Regions from separate parts of the Capra hircus genome. Here region 2 is linked to region 1. Evidence: chromatin contacts called from public Hi-C data. All regions are on one chromosome and are shown on one strand. The core of a region is the stretch at or near the end of the contact, and the rest is flanking DNA. Distances in the headings are between cores, read along the strand shown.

Evidence for each region. A called contact is a pair of places that touch in the nucleus more often than the background predicts.
Region 2: a Hi-C map of blood shows a contact between it and region 1, with 4 times the contacts expected there. The contact joins the promoter of LOC102184560 here to the enhancer-like site in region 1. A contact is called at or near these places in 3 of 5 Hi-C or Micro-C datasets (all in blood).

What each region holds. Positions count from the first base shown.
Region 1 is chr21:57,973,244-57,976,537 of ARS1.2, forward strand. It overlaps ASB2 (ankyrin repeat and SOCS box protein 2), which reads right to left. Exons shown (of 10, transcript XM_018066414.1): 8 at 1,182-1,746; 9 at 1-6. Among named protein-coding and RNA genes, the nearest start is that of FAM181A, 14 kb to the left of the region's middle. Within about 2 kb of position 1,623, at least 2 of the 5 cell types and tissues checked have an H3K27ac peak or open chromatin away from gene starts, as enhancers often do.
Region 2 is chr21:58,038,788-58,042,081 of ARS1.2, forward strand. It overlaps LOC102184560, which reads left to right and starts at 1,680. Exons shown (of 7, transcript XM_018065951.1): 1 at 1,680-1,931; 2 at 3,180-3,262. The coding sequence starts at 1,825.

The sequences.
Region 1 (3,294 bases), core at 373-2,872:
GCAGAACTGAAAGAGAACACACACCAGCGCTGGGGTGCCCAGGATCAAGAGCACTGCCTCAGCAAGCTCATCCTACAGGCGGGAACCCACAGCCATTGAGGGCAGGGGACATGTCCGAGCACAGACAGACACCAGGCAAGCCCAGGGTAGAATCCAGCTCTCCAGATCCACACCTCTCTCTCATCAACACAGGCCTCTGCTGACCAAAGTGGGAGGTGGGCAGCTTGGGCCCCCTAAGCCCCAACTTCCTTGTCTAGAAAATGGGTATATGACACTCACTTGAAGGGTTTTTTAAAATGAGAATTAAGGCAATATAAACATAAACTTCGTTGCACATAGAAGATGGCCCTTAAGTGATGCCATTAGCCATTGTTAATAGCTCTAAGAGAAGAGTGTTTCTAATTTCCTTTTTAAAGATTTGTTTTTTCGCCTATGGTGGGTTTTTGTCGCTGCACACAGGCTTTCTCTGGTTGCAGCAAGCGGGGGCTACTCTTCATTGCGGTCTGCAGGCTTCTCTTGTTGCACAGGCTCTAGGCACGCAGGTTTCCATAGTTGCGACTCACAGGCTTAGTTGCTCAGTGGTATGTGAGATCTGGGACCGGGGATGGAACCAGTATCCCTTGCAGTGTTGGATTCTTAACCATTGGACCACTAGGGAAGTGCCTCTAACTTCCTGTTCTTTGGACTTTGACTTATTAAATCACACCATGGGCAGGTCTTGCCTCTGGGGTCACTGACTTTCTGTAGCTCACCTGCTCTTCTATTAGGCCTGTTCTCACCTCTACCCGGATCTTGGTCCATCACCGTGATATTCCAGGTGTAGGTTTGCTGGGGGTGGTGAACCCCTCAGTTTTGCAGAGTTCCCCACTAATCGCCTGCCGAACTGTTCCCTCCCCTAATACAGAGGACGGAAATGCTCCTGCGAACTGCTAAGGCCTGCTGCCTCTAAAAGAGGTTAACCACTGAATTTCCACTGCCTCCAAAGGGTGCTAAACGCCAGCTCACAGGCCCTCCAAAGTGCACTAACCGTTAGTCCCCACTGCCTCTAAATCCTGTTCACCACCGTCTCCAGCTGCCTCCCAAGTGCAGTCCACCCTGCCGAGGGTCCCCCCTGCCTCCAGTCCCCCCAGCCTCGGGAGCCCGCGGGGCCTGGCCGCAGTCCCCGCGGCGCGCCCCCCTACCTGGACCGCGCTGGGCGCCTTGTCGGAGGCGGGCGCATCGTTGAACCTGTTGGAGGGCGGCGGGGCGGGCGGGTGCGGGCCGTTGCCGTACAGGCACGAGAAGCAGGGCTCGCCGTCGCAGCCGAGGTCCATGAGGAACTTGAGCAGCGACAAGCACTTCATGGCGAACATGATGGTGGCGGGGAAGGAGGTGGGGTGCGTGGCGATGTAGGCGTCGATGTTGGCGCCGTGGTCCAGCAGCAGCTGCATGGTGCGCAGGCAGCCGTGTCGGATGGCCACGAGCAGGGGGTTGATGACGTCACGGTTGGGGTCGGCGCCGGCGAGCAGCAGCAGCTCGGTGGCGTACACGTTGTTGTTGACCACGGCGAAGTAGAGCGCAGAGCTGCGGCGGTCCTCGTAGAGGCGCGCGCGCTCGGGCGCTAGCGGCGCGTTCACGTCGAAGCGCGCGCCCAGCAGGGCCTCGAGCACCTCGTCGTTGTTGCGCTCGGCCGCCAGGTGCAGCGGGCTGATGCCGCTACGGCGCACGCGCGTGCGGCTGGTCACCGGCAGCAGCATCTGCACGATCCTGCGGGTGGGGCGGGCACGCGCGGGTCACGGCACCGGACCCGCCGGCAGGGGGCGCCGAGGGGCCCAGGCTCAGACGCTCGCAACCACTGCGTGGGAGCGGCAGGGCCCACCAGCAGGGGGCGCCGTGGAGACGGCCAGTCTCAACAATTACACTGGAGGGAGGCCAGTCTCAACAATTACACTGGAGGGAGAGGGGGCCACTTTACAGATAAGGAAACTGAGGCCCAGAGAGCTTCCACCACGTTCTCAAAACTTCAGAGCCGGTAACGAGTGGAGCTGGGCTTCAAACCCAGAACCCCTAAAGCTAGTGTGAAGTGAAAGTCACTCAGTCGTGTCTGACTCTTTGCGACCCTATGGACTATACAGTCTATGGAATTCTCCAGGCCAGAATACTGGAGTGTGCAGCCATTCCCTTCTCCAGGGGATCTTCCCAACCCAGGGATCGAACCCAGATCTCCCACACTGAAGGCGGATTCTTTAGAAGCTGAGCCACAAGCCTCCAGAGTCTGAGCCCTTTAAAAATCTCAGCCAGATCGGACTGCAGTTTCAAGAATCTCTTGCTGACTTCTTTCAGGCTAAGGGGTATTTCTAGAGGAATTGACTGGAAGGCCCCCAGACCTAGAGTGGGAAAACAATGAAGTTGTGCAGACCCTGCCCTGCCTAGGTCGGTGGAGCGGGGCGGAGCGGAGGGGGGGGGAAGGGGGGTGTTTGGGGGTGGGGACAGCCCTATCCAAGGGCTCACTATGTGCCAGGACACCGTCCAAAGGCTTTACACGCATTATTTGGTTTAATCTCCACAACAACCCATAAAGTGTGTCTTGTCATTCACATTTGTTTCAGATGAGAAAAATCCGTGCTCAGTGATGTTAGGGGACTTGCCCAGGTCATATGTTGGGAGACACAAACCAGGACTTGTCCCCTCCCCTGACTCCAGGGCTAAGCTGTCCTATATCTCTGTTTTGCTGCCCCGAGGACTTGAGGGAGCCTCCAGGTCCTGGGGAACAGGAAGGGACAAACGTGTCTGTCCCAACCACTCCTGCCCCAGGCCCTGGTCAGCCCTCAGTGACCGTGACGTCGCCTCCCCTGTCCTGTGGATCTCAATGCCTCTTCCCCTGAAGGCTGATTCTAGCCTCTCCCAGGCTTGCTGCCCTGCCTATGGCCTGGAGAGGGCTGATCAGCTGTGGCTGAGGCTGGAGATTCCTGCCAGTCCTGACTGTGGTCTCTCCTGTTGAATCAGGTGCTGTTCTCAGCAGTTAACCTACAGTAATCTATTATAATATATCCTCCCAACAGCCCTATGAGGTGTGTACTAGTATTAATCTCACTTACAGATGAGGAACCAGAAACCCAGAGGGGGTCAGCGACTTGCCCTGGGACACACAGCCAGCCAGGAGTAGGTGATGGCGGCAAGGTTTGAACCCAGGTAGTCTGATTCCCCCTAGAGTAGCTGTCTCCAACTTTTTCAGCATCAAGGACTAGCTTCACAGAACACAATTTTTCCATGGACTGGGGATGGGGGGATGGATTCAAGCGCATTCTATTTATT
Region 2 (3,294 bases), core at 430-2,929, 66 kb after region 1:
CCCATTGCCTGCTGATGAAGAGTCATGAGGGGGATGCTGAAGAGTGCAAGCTGGGGAATTGTCTCAGAATAACAACGAGCCCAGCTCCTCTGGGTTGGCTGTTGACCCATCCTCAACCTTTGGTCCAGAGCCTGCCTCAGCCTTAGTCATAGCCCCAGCCCCTGCCCAGCTCCAGCCACAGGCCTGACCTCACACCCTGCCCTCAAGCCCATCCCTGTCTCCACACCTGCAGAGCCCCTCCCCTACCTCTGCCTTCACTGCAGCCCCTCCTGATGGTCTCCCTGGCGAGACCCTCCCAGGCTGCCCTCTGCAGAGCCCCCGCTCTGATTGAATGGGGCCTCCAGTGGGGAAGGCCTGGCCAGACAACTGGGCAGTGAATGGAACAGGTGTATCAGAGGCAGGCACCATGCCCAGGTCCCCGTCAGTGATGGAGGCCCCGCACCAGGTCACAGGGCTGAGCATTAGGCAGGGGCAGGGCCAGGACCAGGTTTAGGTCCAGAAGTTTCCTTCTGTTCCCCCACCTCCCCTGCCACAGGCCAGGTTTCATCCTTAGCCTTGAGGGGGCTGGGGAGAGAGGGGCTGAACTCTCCATGGTTGCTGACTATCCCACCTAGGGAGGTACCCAAGCTATAGCTACCCAGAATCAGGTTAAAGGAGGCAAAAAGGGGAGTCCCAGGACAAGCCAGTAGGATTTGGGAAGCTTGCAAGGTAGGGGTATCAAGGAAGATCAGCCTTGAAAGAAGGGTAAAAATAGCCCAAGTTCACCGCCTCCCCCCCAGGTCACCAACGCCTCTCCACCCCTTCCCCTGGGGAACTGAATCGGGGAGCAAAAGGCCCCCAGGACCTCAGGGAATCAGGCCCTCCACTCCACCCCCAGGTGAATCCTGCAATAGACAACGTCATGAGAACGGAAGCCAGCATTGTGACGTCACAGGTTGGCGATGGCTTTGTGCTCCCGGAGCTGTCGAGTGAGTCAGCCAGGCCCCTTCCTCCTCTGTGTGCTCATGGACCCCTGTCTGACACTGGGGGCTGGAAAAGTTGACCAAATAGCCCCTCCCCTTCTCACCCTGCTCCTCCCATGCGCTAGCCTGGCCCAGCAGGTGGCCAGTGAATGGCACGCTTAGGGAGATCGTCTTCTTTTAGCCGTAGCTAGCAAACCAGACTTAGGTGAGTGGCCCAGGAACTCTTTGCAAGGCTGTGTTGAAACTGCCTGTTAACTAGGCCACCTTCCCAGCTTGACCGTGAGCTATTCCATGTGTCTACCTCGGTCTAGCTCTATGGATACTCAGAGTATATGATGTCAGTTAAATGCATAAATGGTTGGCAGGATGGTTGGGGAGAGACAGATGACAAAGGAGCCTCCTCCCTCTGTGGGCTACTCTCTAAGCCTGCCCCAGCTCTGCCCCCTTGGACTCTTTCCTGAATTCTCTTGGAAGCCAGCACATGTTGGAAGTCCCAGGCATCTTGGTGCCCATGGGTCTTGACGGTCCCCATTATGGTGTGACAATGATGATGATGCCACTGCAGAATGGCACCTTTGGTCCCTCCAGAGCTGGAGGCACTGCTCAAAGGCCCCAGACTTTGAATTTAATAAAACTGGAGTCCAAATCAGCCCTGCTGTACATCCTCGAGCTGGTCACAGGGGTCCCCTCTGAACCTTGGTTTCCTTTTCTAGGAAGCAAGATTGGAACCTGACTTCTGAGGACCGTCAGGAGGACTGGAAGAGAAAGCTACCGCCTTGCCTGTTGTCGTGGACACCCACCTCCTTCCTGCCTGGCCTACGTGGCCCCATCGTCCAGAGTCACCCAAGGTGGTGCGGTGGCGATGCTGGCGGCCAGGGACGCAGGCCAGGAGGCTGGCCTGAGTGATTCCGGCAACAAGGACAGGGACCTGCAGGTGCTGTTCCAGGAACTCTGCCAACTGCAGGCCAAGTACGACTTGTCCCGAGCCCCGCTGTGCCCCGGGCCCCGGCCCCAGGGCCACCTGCGGTGGGCTAAGCGGCTGGGACTGAGCAAAAATGCCTGAGGGAGCAATGGAAAAATTCCTCAGGGCAAGGAAATGGCCAAGGGGTGGGGGATGCCTGGGAGTAAGTCAGGAGGGGTAGCTGAATTGTGAGTAGCGAGGGGTGGGGGCGCATAACTCTCCCTCTTTGACGTCAGGCTTTGGCTGGTCCCAGGCCCTGCACAAGCTCAGTCTCACAGCATGAAGGCAGGGCTGTGGGTGGCCATCCCCATGCACCTGTCAACTCAGCCTTTCCAAAATCAACGTGCGAGGCTGCTGCCCTGGCTCCAAGCAGATGCCCTGGGTCCTTGCCCAGAGAGGCCCTTCATATCAGGCTGCCCACGAAAGCCTGAATTGGGTGCAAAAGGATGCATCTGTGAGTGATTTTTTGGAGAGAAGGCCCAGCCCATCCATCATACTCTCACAGGGCTTCCAACCCCAACAATGTTTAGCATTGTGGCTCACCCCACATGGTATTTGCAGAGGGGAAGACCATTCTTTCTTGAATTTTTCAAGATGGTGTGGATGAGAAAATAGGGTCTGAGATGCAGAGTGGCTTGCCCTGGGGCAGTCAGTGGTCACTCAAAGATACCTACCATGGCCCTGTCCCCCTCTGCCCGCTGCCCTTGACTGCTGACCTTGAATGGGCCCGGAGCAGGAGACTCATCTTGCTTGGTGATGCCCTTGACTGTCAAGCATGGCTGGGCAGTCGCATGTGGCCATCTCCCCTCTGGGGGCTGCTGGGGTCCCGACCTCAGATGTGCTGGGCGTCCCAGACCTGGTCCCCACCTGCTGTGAGGAACTGGTTACCCCTGTTACACATGGCCCACCCAGGCAGAGAGGTGAAACCCCTGGCCAGATCATCGGCTAGCGGGGACTCAGGCCATCTGCCACCTGCTCAGCCTGCAGGAGGGGCTCCGTAGACCCCACGCCAGAAAGTTTCAGCCTTGCTTTTCCCCCAGGTCTCCTTTCTTATGGCCTGACCACAGGCATCTGTTTGACCTATGACTCAGTTTACTCAGCAATAAAATGGGGGTGGAGAGACGCAGTCAGTGGCCCACTGATGGGGACAGTGACTGGTCCAGCCCAGATCCACACAGCTCCAGAGATGGGCCCTTGCCTGGGGTCACGGCCTGGGGGTCTCCACACCACGTCCTCACGTCTGGCTCACTCTACAGGCAGAGGAAGCTGAAGAGGGAGGTGGAGAAGCATAAGCTTTTTGAAGACTATCTGATCAAGGTCCTTAAGAAAATCCCCAAGGGTACGTATAGAGCTTTCGCAGAAGGCCTGTCC